Linked DNA regions of Mus musculus: region 2 is linked to region 1. Evidence: chromatin contacts called from public Hi-C data. All regions are on one chromosome and are shown on one strand. The core of a region is the stretch at or near the end of the contact, and the rest is flanking DNA. Distances in the headings are between cores, read along the strand shown. Region 1 holds the start of Hspa4 (heat shock protein 4). Region 2 holds the start of Sap30l (SAP30-like).

Region 1 (6,002 bases), core at 2,234-4,733:
ACATATAATTAATAAATCTAAAAAAAAAAAAAAAACCCAAAAAAAAAAAAAAACTGGCTCACTTTCTACTGCACTAACAAGAGAAATCTTAACCATTCCAAGCCTTGCCTCAAGATGTGCCATCATCCTCTCAATCTGTAAAAACACTACTTGCCCCAGGCCTTCCCATTTGCTCAAATAACTCCTCCTTCAAACCCACCGTGGCCTCCATGTGAACTCGTGCCTACCTTCCAGGTCACAAATGACATTTTAGAAGCAGCCCACATCTAGTTATGTCAGTTACACCATATTCTGTACTTTTCCACCTTGTTCTTCACCAGATAGTAATAGAATGCTCTTGTTTAGCCTGTGGCTTTTTCCATTACCATGCCCATGATGGCAAGACTGAGCATTTTGTTATTCATCAAAGTATCTCCAATGCTTAACACAGCCACAGTCACACTAGATAACCCACTAAAACAAAGGAGATGGAAAGGCAAAGATTTGGCTACTCCTCGAGTTCAAGTAAACCCCCATGTGAAATAATCAATGAAGTACATAAGGTTTTCATCTGTCTTTACAGAATTAGGTAGAACTGAGAGTGTTAGAATACAAATGAGGTGCATCTCCCTGTCACAGTCAAACCAGAGACCCACACCTTTACACTTTCACCTTGGAAGAAACCTACAACACAGGCTCTGCATACTTTTAAATCTATTCTTCCACAACCTGAAAAGACTCTGAACTTTCTGCTCTGATATTTAAGGCCACACCTCCAACATAGAAATCTGTTAATCAAATGCATAGTTCAGAGTATTTAAATGAAGCCAGACACAGTAGCACACCTGTGATGCCAGCACTCAGGAGGCTGCAGTTCTGTAGTTCCCTCAAAAGCTAGCCTAAGAGTCAGGCCTTGTCATATAAAAAAAAAAATACAGTCGGGTGTGGTGGTGCACACCTTTACTCCCAGCAGTGTCTTGCACTGAGTTCTAGAGCAGCCACAGCTATGTAGCCTGTCTTTAAAAAAAAATAAAATACATAGGAAAACTAAGGCAAAGGAAGTATGCATGCAGTGTGCACAATCACAGGATTAATGACCTATTCAGTCCTTATGCAAATTTAACTGCCAGCAGAAAACAACTCCTAAAGTTTCAAATAATGAAACTCATGGCAAACTGCCACAGCTGCCATCTAAGAGAGGAGCAGGTTCAGGCAATCTAAAGGAAGGCTAGGTAGGAGCAGTGTTTCCCAAGCCTCAGGCTTCTGCAGGTCAAGGCTCTGCCCAAAGAGCCAAATCTTCAGCTCAGACTGTTGAAATTTCTTGGAAAGATGATCTTCCCAAAAGTGAGGAACCAGCAGCATCATTACCAAATACGAAATTAGTGCTAAAATGACTAGAAGCAAAAATGTTTAACTTTTCAAATGCCAGTACAAGATACCTCTGTACAAATACTACTCATACTGCCAGGTGTGGTGGCCCACGCCTTTAGTCCCAGCACTCGGGAGGCAGAGGCAGGCGAATTTCTGAGTTCGAGGCCAGCCTGGTCTACAGAGTTAGTTCCAGGACAGCCAGGGCTACACAGAGAAACCCTGTCTCAAAAAAAAGAAACAAACAAACAAAGACTACTCATAATACCTAGCTTAAAAAGGACAAATGGGAAGAGAGCTTGGTACTGGGGTGGGAAGGGACGTTGAAAACTGACTCTGATAATGGTACCAGAGCTCTGTGGCACCAAACTCGAGAATTGGGTGCCAGGCAATAGCTTACTTGGTAGAGTGCTTGTTTTGTATGCATGAAGCCCTGGCTTCAAGCCCCCACTGTACAGCAAACTGGGTGTTGTGCCTGCACACCTGTACACTTGGGAGATGAAGGGAGGAGGATTAAGAGTCATTCCCAGACACAAAGTTATTTCAAAACAGTCTGGGAGACAGGAAACTGGCCTCAGAAGGTTGGTTAAAAACAAGATAAAAACAATGATCTGGGACTGTGAACCCAAAAACAACAGAGCTTCTTCCAAAGTTTACCTAAAGGAATTCAGTAGATTAACATCTTTTTTAAGACAAAGCTTTCTTTTCTGCGTAGCCCTGCCTATCCTGAAATGGTCTCTATGAACCAGGCTGGCCTCGAACTCACTGCAGCCTGCCTCTGCCTCCCTGCGAGAGCTGGGATTAAAGGCCTGTGCCACCAGCGCCAGATAAATAAAATTTTAACGCACCTGTAATACCAGATTCTAGCAGACAGAAGCAGAATGAAAATTTTAGGTCATCCTGGGCTAAATGTGGGGGAAAAAATCCTACATATATCTAAAAAGTAGACTCCCTTTTACTCCAGCAAGCTCTGAGTGAGTCTTTTTTTTTTTTTTTTTTTTTTTTGCAGATTTGTCTATACTGGTCCCATAACTTCATGTAAGTTCTAGAAGTCAAACAGAGCCCTTGAGTCATGCATTAACAATTGTGGCAACCTTCCGGCTGGAATTCATTAGCATGAAAAACTAACGCTGTTAAGGAATAGGTGAGCAGCCTGGGTAAGGAATGACCCAACCTAACTCAATATCCAAAAACGAATGAAGGGAGTTAAAACGCTATCAAGAAAAGCATGGACTTTATTCAGGGCCTGCCGTGGGTACTCAGACTCCACATCTTCCGGGCGCCACCCCGCCCCCACTCACGTGGGACTCAGAGCGCTTCCCAGTCCCGAGGCCACAATCTTGCAAGTTAACTTTTATTAAATGCTCGCCGTGGGCCGAGTTTGAACCTCTATTGGATTCGACGAGCTCAGCAAGCCCTGGACCTCGTTTCAGACCGAACCACCCAAACCCTCCCCCCCCCCAAAAAAGGAGGTGAGAGCGGTCGGTCCATCCCACGGTCTCAGGCCCGCCTTCTCTTTCAGTTCCTGCTCCTGCCCTCCGCCGATCAGAGTACCGGCTCAAAGCCTTCGTTTGGCCCGCGCGAAAGGGCCTCGTGCCTGGCGCAGGCCCAGGATCCGAAGCAGGTGGCAGCCGCGGGCGACCCGGCACTCGGCGGGGGTCTCCTGCGGACCCTCGCCCGGAAAGCGAGGCGACCCCGCCAGCCAAGCCCCACTTACGGCGTGCAGCGGTCGCTATACTCGTTAGCGATCGTCTCGATGCCGCCGGCGCGGGCCACAGCGACATAGCAGCTCTGAAAGCCCAGGTCTATGCCCACCACCGACATGGCGCCGGCTACTGCTCCGGCTCGGGCCCAGGGCCGGCCGCCGACACTGCACACGGAACCCGGCGGGGTTGGCGCGTGGAAGAGGGCGAGCCGCGTGGGCCGGTGGAGCGCCGCGGCTGGGCGGGCGAAGCCGGACGACCGTCCGCTAGGAGGCTTGGGGCTTGGAGAAAGACGGGGGCCTCTACCGCTCGGGCCGCGGCTCCGGCTCCACGGCCGCAGAGGAGGCGCCGGTCGCGGAGGCGGAGAAGATCTCGAAGGCTCTCGTTGCAACAGGAGCAAGGTTGCAGCGCGAGAACTGCGCTGAAACGAAACGTTCTCGCGAGACCCCGGCTCAGACGCTTTTCCTCCCAAGGCTCCTCCCGTCTGACGAAGTCTGGCGTCACGTCCTGGCACAGGAACCGTGAAAGGAAGTGGGGGGACGGAAGCGGTCCGACGCGAAGTGGGCCACTGAGCCTGCGCGGAGAAGCCCCCCACAATCCTCCCTGAGCTGCAGGGCGCCTCCCATCCAGAAGTCAGGCGAGCGGGAGTGAGACAGTTCTTCGGGGAGCTGCATTGAACCCACTTCCGCCGTGCTCGTCACCGCGGAGGGACTTCCGGCAGTGACTTTGCAGGCTCTCTGCAGGGTTTTTTTTTTTTTTTTTAAGGCCCCACAGTGAACTCGAGTTAATCCTGCTAAGGGCGCTAAGGGTTTCAGCTCGGCTCTACGTAAAACTCAGTATTAAAACCAAGCGCTAACTAAAAGAATCCGAAGCCACGCTTCCACCTACTTTTAACCACTCACTTCCCGTGATCAGACGAGGGACCTTTCAGTCCTAGGTGTTTTCCCTGAGCTGGACACAAGGGTCCAAATCACATGCTCCGTGGAGTGGGAGGTCTAAGACCAGTGTCACGTTTATGTGAATGCTAACACATTATTATATAGAGTAGGTGGGGAGGGGACAGAATGTCCTGCAGGACAGTCCTCAAGGATGACCTTGAAATTCGGAAGCTCTTTTCTCCTTAGTGCTGGGACCCACTTACAGCCATGCCCCCACCCTGCGTTAAACTAAAGAATCTGAAACTATAGTGACCACTACGTTAGCCAGTTGCGGAAAGCTGGAGGGGAACCAGCTTCAACGCGTTTCTGATTATTACCAACCCAGAGTGCAGGAGGAAGATCCTAAGTTTCCCGGTTTCTGGCTGTTTTGTGGCTGAGGATATAGAGTACAGTGCTAGAACACTTGCAGGCTCAGGGCCTTGGACTGGATCCCCAACACCACAAAACTGAAAGGATTTTTAAATTTCACTTATTTGTCACCTCTTGTTCATAGGTGCCTAACGGTGTCCAACACAGTAAACCGTGCGGGAGAGATGGCTCCACAGTTAATACGTGCTGTGAAACCATACAGACTGGGGTTTGAATCCCAATCTCGATCTGTCATCGAGAACCTAGCAGGACAAAGACAAGAGGTTAACTGGAGGGGCTCCCTGACTAGCAGCCTAGTCCAAAAACTAGAGCTCCAGTTTCAGAGAGAGACCCTGCCTCCAAAAACTACATCAGAGAGCAACAGGGGATATCTGTTCTCCCTCAAGCCTCTGTGCAGCACATGGCCGCCCTCACAGAACATGGCCGCCCTCACAGCACTTCTACACGTGGATGCACGCGCGCACACACACTCTGGATTATCACCATCAGGAGAGAGCAAAGAGTTTCTAGTCAAAGGTAATAAGTGAGGGTTAATAGCCTAAAGCCCCCAGCACCTGAGAAACTCCCTTCGGGTACTTAGGAGTAGAAAAGCTCCAGACCAGGGATCAACATGTCAGACTCCTGGCATAGATGCCAACATAGTAAGGACTCCACCAAAATGTATGTGCATGGGAAAGCACAAAGTAGGTCGGCAGAAATATCTTCCCACCCAAAAGTTTCCTCTGCTGCCCTATAAAATCCCAAGCCCAGAGCCCTGACACAGTCTCCACATCCAAGGAGGAAACATCTATCCTTCAGCTGTTCTGATTTAGACGTGGTAATGATCCTGTGAGAGGTTGGTCTTCCCTTTTACTTCCACATCACCTTGATCAATCCTGATCTAACAATGAGAGTTATAGGCATAAAATAGTGGCAACTCGGAAGACGTTCCACAAAAGAAAAAGGCCGTGATAGAGGGGAAAACTAGCAATACATTACTTAGTATTTAGTAAGGTTTGAACAGGAAAGGGTTTTGGGGGTTTTTTGTTTTGTTTTGTTTTGTTTTACTTATATGAGCACACTGTAGCTGTTTTCAGGCATACCAAAAGAGAGCATAAGATCCTATCACAGATTGTTGTGAGCCATCATGTGGTTGTTGGGAATTGAACTCAAGACCTTTGGAGGAGTAGCCAGTGCTCTTAACCGCTGAACCATCTCTCCAGCTCCTTGTTTGTTTGTTTTTTTTTTAAAGATGTATTTATTTTATGTCTATGAGTACACCATTGTTCTCTTCATACACACCAGAAGAGGGCATCCGATCCCATTATAGATAGTTGTGAGCCACCATGTGGTTGCTGGGAATTGAACTCAGGACCTCTGAAAGAGCAGTCAGTGCTCTTAACTGCTGAGCTTGCATTTATCAATTTATCTATGTGCCATGGTATAAATGTAGAGATCAGAGGACAACTGTGGGTTCCAGGAATTGAACTCAGACATGAAGCCTGGTGGTACCTACAGAGTCTTCTGGCCAGCCCTTACATTGGATGGCCTACAGTAAGTTTTGTATTCCTAGAGGACAGATCCAGTAAGAGTAATCACCCAAAAAGTTAATATCCAAGCAAACAAAGCACTTACCATTTCTTTGAAAGAAGAGTCTCTCCGAATT
Region 2 (6,002 bases), core at 1,189-3,688, 4.5 Mb after region 1:
CTTCCTCCCCCAAAGCTTGGTTAATGTTGCTGTTTGGGTTTGGTTTGGTTTGGTTTGGTTTGGTTTGGTTTGGTTTGGTTTGGTTTGGTTTGGTTTGGAGATGGGGCTCTAGCATACTCCCAGGGAGGCCAAATTTCCTGGAGCTCGAATTTCTGGCAGTGGAGAGCCTATGTAGGGGTTTAATGGAAATGAACTGGGATCTTCTGGAAGAGCAGTTATCTCCCCAGCTCTCACCCTGCATGTATTATTTATTTTAAAATAAATACACACACATCACATTCCACAAGTCCATATGCAATTCTATATCCTCGTTTTGTTTTGTTTGAAACAAGGTCTCACATAGCCCAGGCTAGCCTCAAGTTCAATAAGAACTCCAGATCCCGCTACACACTTCCCAAGCAGTGGCATAGCAGGTGTGGACCACCGTGGAGCGCTCATTACTCAGCATTGACAAGGCGTTGTCAAGCGCTCGGAGATCTTTGCTACAGAGTTGCTGGTGAGTTTTAACACTTTCTGAAGATGTTTAATTTTGCTTCACCTCTTCTCGTTTGTAACTTTTAGAGTATTTTTTATAAGCAATTTCGTAATGGACACATTTTGTTTTGTTTTGTTATTTTGAGACAAGGTCTCACAAAACCAAGACTGACTTGCGAGCTATGTAGTCAAGAATGATCTTGAGGGGCTGGAGAGATGGTTCAGCGGTTAGGAGCACTGACTGTTATTCCAGAGTTCAATTCCTAGCAACCACATGGTGGCTCACAACCATCTGTAGTGGGATCTGATGCCCTTTTCTGGTGAGTACAAAGACAGCTACAGTGTATTCATATCCATAAAATAAATAAATAATTCTTTTAAGAAAAGAGAGAGAATGCCCTTGAACTTCAGATCTTCCTGCTGAAAGGTGGGACTACAGGCCAGTGCCGCCACATCCTGTTTAAGTAGTAATGTGGAACAAATCCAGAGCCTCGAGTGTGCTGATCCACTCTGCCACCAAATTACAGCCTCAGCCCCCACAGTGGCCTTAAATTTTTATCTGGTAGGTGTATTTTCTAACATACTGTCTCCTGTGTGAAATTAATAAAAGTAAACTGTACAAACGCACTTTTAGACCTCTGGAGAGAATTTAAGAGCTTTCCGGACACCCATCCCATAACCATACCTCTCCCCCACAACACTACTGACTGTAGGACCCGACCCTCAGAAAATTCCCTGTGTCCTTGCATCAAGGACGAGGTGACACCCTGGTCTTGGCAGGGTGCGGTGGCCTCCTCCCGGGTTGGTCTGAGTTAGCTTGAAGCAATAAAACTACAAATCAGTCTCTAACAAGTCTGAAGGTGAGTCCTCCGTTGGTGGCCTAAGGGCTTTTCACCTTTGCCTCAGCCCACAAAGTCCACCCTGAAGATCAACCCAGGCCAGGGTTGCTCTGACGCTGGGCTCTCCTCCTTAAGTCCCTTCTTCCTTGGTGCCCGCTGTACTCAAAGATTTCTAGTTCACCTGTCCGACCTCTCCTGTCTCTCAGTGCCTCTTTACGCGCATATGCACTTCCTCGTTAGCTTCATGTCCCACACCATGCACCCTGTCTCCCGCTGCCGCGTAGATCCTCCAGCCCAGGCTTTTCCGTTTTGCCCAGTCTGTTCTCCTGGCAGCACTTTCTCCCTAAGGTCTCCTTCCCATACCCTTCCCTTGTCCCTCAGTTTTCCTCCGCACGTCGATGCTTCAGTCCACTGCGAACGTGATCTCTGCTGCAAGTCTGTCCCTGCTTCCCGCAGACCCCACTCAACATAGGAGACCTTGCGGCCTGTCAGATCCGGCTTAGCATTTCGTTCCATAACCGGCTTGCTCACAACCCCACTATGGAGCCGGACCTCTGCTCAGGATCCCGCGCTGGGATTGGGAACCTGCTCAACATCCCATCCCGGAATGGAGACCCTGCGACCCTCCATATCCCGCTCAGCACCACTCCCTGAGGTGGAGGCCCCGCGTCCCTCCTGACCTAACACAGCATCTCGCCCCAGAGCCAGAGGACCTCGCTCACCATTCCTGGCCCGGACCAGGACATCTTGCATTCTTCCAGACCCCGTTCAGCATCCCTCGCGGAGCGAGGTCCCTATTTACCATCCTAACGGCCTAGAACATCCTGCATCCCTCCAGACCCATCTCAGCATCCCACTCCACAACCAGGACTAAACCTGCGGCCCGCTGTCCTCTCTAGCCCGGGTAACTCTTCCCTCTTGCACTTTCTCTACTTTGAACCCATCCCAGCAGAGTCCAGGAAGTAGCCTGGCACCGGAGACCGGCAGCGATGGCGCCCAATGGGAACTGCCAGCGGCGACGTGGGCCCCGCCTACATAAAGAATACGACCATTGAGCGCACAGAGGCGGGACTTCCGCTGTGCCGCGGCGGGCGGGGGAGCGCACTGTTGTGGTGCGGCGCGTCGGGCGGGCGGCGGCCGGGGCGGCCCAGGGGCTGCCGCGGGGACTCGGGGCGCCGCCGAGCGGCCAGGCGCTGGGGCGGCCCGAGCACACCGCGGGGCCCGGACACGGCAGGTTCGAGGCCGGGCCCCCGCGCGGGGAGCCACGGGGTGGAGACTTTGCCGCGCGGCGCGGAGCAGGCGGGAGCCGGCGGGGGCCTCGGGAGCCCCAGGGCGGCCGGGCCCGGATCCCGGGGGAAGCCTCGTGAGCCCCGGCCGGAGCCTCGGCGTGTGCATCCCCGCCGGGGCCCGGGCTGCAGGAGCACAGAGCAGCCGGGCCTCGCGGAGCTCGGAGCGCGCCTGACCCAGGGCGCACCGTGGGACCCGGGCGCGGGGCTGGCGAAGAGCTGCCCCGCGGGGCTAGCAGCCGCGGAGTGGCCTACAGGGGTCCTCCCCCGGAGGGGCCGGGCCGGGGCGGGGAGATGAACGGCTTCAGCACAGAGGAGGACAGCCGCGAAGGGCCCCCTGCCGCCCCCGCCGCCGCCCCGGGCTACGGCCAGAGCTGCTGCCTCATCGCGGACGGCGAGCGCTGCGTCCGGCCCGCGGGCAACGCCTCCTTCAGCAAGAGGGTGCAGAAAAGCATCTCGCAGAAGAAACTCAAGCTGGACATAGACAAGAGCGTGAGTCTCGGGGCATAGCGCAGGGCCGCGGGAAGGGACCCCGGGGACGCTCCGCGCGGTGGGCCTCGCCGCGCAGTCTGTGCAAAACAGGGGACTCAGGTTCTTGGAGGCCGCTCGGTGCTCCGCGACGCTGCCCGCGTCCCCGAGGGTGGGCTGGGAAACCAGGGAGGGCTTGGCACACTCTCCCTGCCTGGGAAAGCGACAGCAGTTTCCAGCTGTCACTGTTGCGCCGAATAGCAGAGCAGAGAGAGGTGGGTTACTTTTGCAAGAATTGGGCAAAAGAGGTGACAAGGGAACCGGGAGGATCTTCTCCAACTTCGTCCTCCCTCCAGGGACCTTGTCGCTCTTTCAGACACTAGCAAGGTGGCCGCGACTTTCCTGTCTGCCGCGGCCTCCGGTCTCTGCAGCGCAACACAGAGCCCGCTTCGCTGGCAGCGAATGAGTTTTTCTGAGATGTGGCAGAAATAAGGCCAAGGCCGGGTCTTAAATGATTTGCTGTGGATGTGATTGAAGGGGGCGGGGAATCAGCTTTCTTGCGGGGATTAGCATCTTTGGTAATGCCGTTGGAGGTGGAGAGGTGCAAATTTAAAATGGAATGAGATTGCCCTATGCCTTGTGGCTAATTATAAGAAACTTCCTGAGTGATTTCACCTACTCTGGTCCTCAAGATGTGCCTACTGCCAACCGGTTAAGAACTTTTCAGTTTGACATCTGTTGCTGCAAGCCCTGAGTGGCAGCTTCCAGGTTAGGAATTGAGACTGAGTTAAGGAACTTCTCATATTCAGGAGTTTGAATGATTACTGTTCAACGGTTTGGGGAAATCAGACATTGCTTGGTAGCGGGAAAGGGAGCCGATCTTTACACTTCTGATGTGGCAGAAACTGAGGCTGGGGGCGGGGGGGTAGGAAGCAATGGCGCCAAGAGCACACTGCACTTAAAAGCTGGCTAATTTCCTAAGCCCACTTATTGCCTGGCTTGCTTCCAAACCTTACACCCAGTTTTCATTCGTCTATAATAAATAAGATCATCATCCTTTCTTCTAGACTCTTCTCTTGCACACTCAGTTTTATTTAGTCAACCAGTAGAATCCAGCTCATTTGAAATCGTGCTGGGTTTTGTTTTTTGTTTTTTTATGATTGGGACCTTCCTTTTTACAAATGTCTTGTCAGTAAATAAATGAGTGAGTGAATGAATGAATGAATGAGATTACTCTGAAGCAAAGCTGGCTAAACCCTCAGGTGTCCCCTGCTAATCACACATGGGAGTGAAAGTGATCCCGAGACTGGGGATGAGTTTATCCACATGGAAACGGTGCCTGCCTCCCGTGTGGGCTGCTGGCAGTGCTCACATCTGGATGGTTTTGTTGTTGCAGTAAAGACTCCATTTATCCACTCACCCCATGGGGAAGCCATGTGGAGCAGTGTTGAGCATGTCGATGTCACACACACTCACACACACATCATCATCATCTGGAAGAAAGGCCCCCTCTGCCCTGTACTAGCATCCCCAAAGGCAGTACTTGGGAAGGCTTGTGGTTAGATGTGCGGCCTTAGTCCATTTCAAGGTGGTAGTACAGAGTCATTATCTCTGAAACAGTTTCTATTTCATTCCACAGATGGGCAGGAATTCAGTCCCAAGTAAGTGCTGTGTTACTAGAATGTCTAGCTGTTGTAGCAAGTGAAACAGGAAAGAAAAAACAAACAAACAAACAAACAAAAAAACCCAGACAACCACAGTGAGCCTTTGCTTCCACCCTAAGGCCCCCACCTCACCCACAAAAGCCCCTGAGTCCTGAGATTGCTGAAAAGCAGATTAGACTTGAACATGGTTAAGGACAGAGAATAGCTGTCTGGTAAAAGGATCTGGCAAAAGCCCTTTTAAAATACTATAGCACCCCCCTTCAGGTGGCCACTGGCTGCCTCTGTACTGTATTAGTACATAGCCAACTTGCCGCTGATGGGTTTCTTCTTTGCTTCTGGAGAGTGCTCGAAGCTGGGGATCACATAAAGGAAACAGGCTCCAGTGTCGCTTGGGTTGCTGCCCCCTGCTCTGGTCTGGCCTCTTCCTACCTAAGCTTTAGAAACACCCCACTCTGCCACTCATTCTTCCCAGTTTACCACTATGCTGTGGGAAGCCACTTGCGCTCTCTCTCTCTCTCTCTCTCTCTCTCTCTCTCTCTCTCTCTCTCTCTCTTGGTTTCTCGAGACAGGGTCTCTCTGTAGCCCTGACTGTCCTGGAACTCACTCTGTAGACCAGGCTGGCCTCGAACTCAGAAATCCTCCTGCCTCTGCCTCCCAAGCGCTGGGATTAAAGGCGTGCGCCACCACTGCCCAGCACCACTTGCTCTCTCAAGAGCCACTTACTTACATTGTCAGCCCAAGTGCCAGCTGCCAGGAATGGAGCAGAGGTCACATGTCCTCTTGTTTCACCTGGGTGTTACTCTTTTTGGTTTTTTCGAGACAGGGTTTCTCTGTGTAGCCCTGGCTGTCCTGGAACTCACTCTGTAGACCAGGCTGGCCTCGAACTTAGAAATCCTCCTGCCTCCCCAGTACTGGGATTGAAGGCGTGTGCCACCTCTTACAAGTTCACAAATTTCAATGACTTTTGTCAGATTCCACTCTGGCAATGAACTTTTGGACATTGTCCATAGGCCACTGTCCTAAAGAGTAAAACCCAGCCAGGCAGTGATGGCCCACGCCTTTAATCCCAGCACTTGGGAGGCTGAGGCAGGCGGATTTCTGAGTTTCGAGGCCAGCCTGTTCTACAGAGTGAGTTCCAGGACAGCCAGGGCTACACAGAGAAACCCTGACTCAAAAAATAAACCAAAAAAAAAAAAAAAAAAAAAGAGGTGGCTTTTACCAGCAAAAGTCATTTGGCCGTTTGTAGATATGAGAGGGCCTACATTGGTGCA

Evidence for each region. A called contact is a pair of places that touch in the nucleus more often than the background predicts.
Region 2: a contact with region 1 is called in a Hi-C map of B cells, with 5 read pairs. The contact joins the promoter of Sap30l here to the promoter of Hspa4 in region 1.

Annotation. Positions count from the first base shown.
Region 1 is chr11:53,296,996-53,302,997 of GRCm38.p6, forward strand. Hspa4 (heat shock protein 4) reads right to left here and starts at 3,484. Exons shown (of 19, transcript NM_008300.3): 1 at 3,065-3,484. The coding sequence starts at 3,171.
Region 2 is chr11:57,799,199-57,805,200 of GRCm38.p6, forward strand. Sap30l (SAP30-like) reads left to right here and starts at 2,439. Exons shown (of 4, transcript NM_001081168.1): 1 at 2,439-3,091. The coding sequence starts at 2,894. It overlaps 2010001A14Rik (RIKEN cDNA 2010001A14 gene), which reads right to left and starts at 2,269. Exons shown (of 4, transcript NR_131042.1): 1 at 2,036-2,269.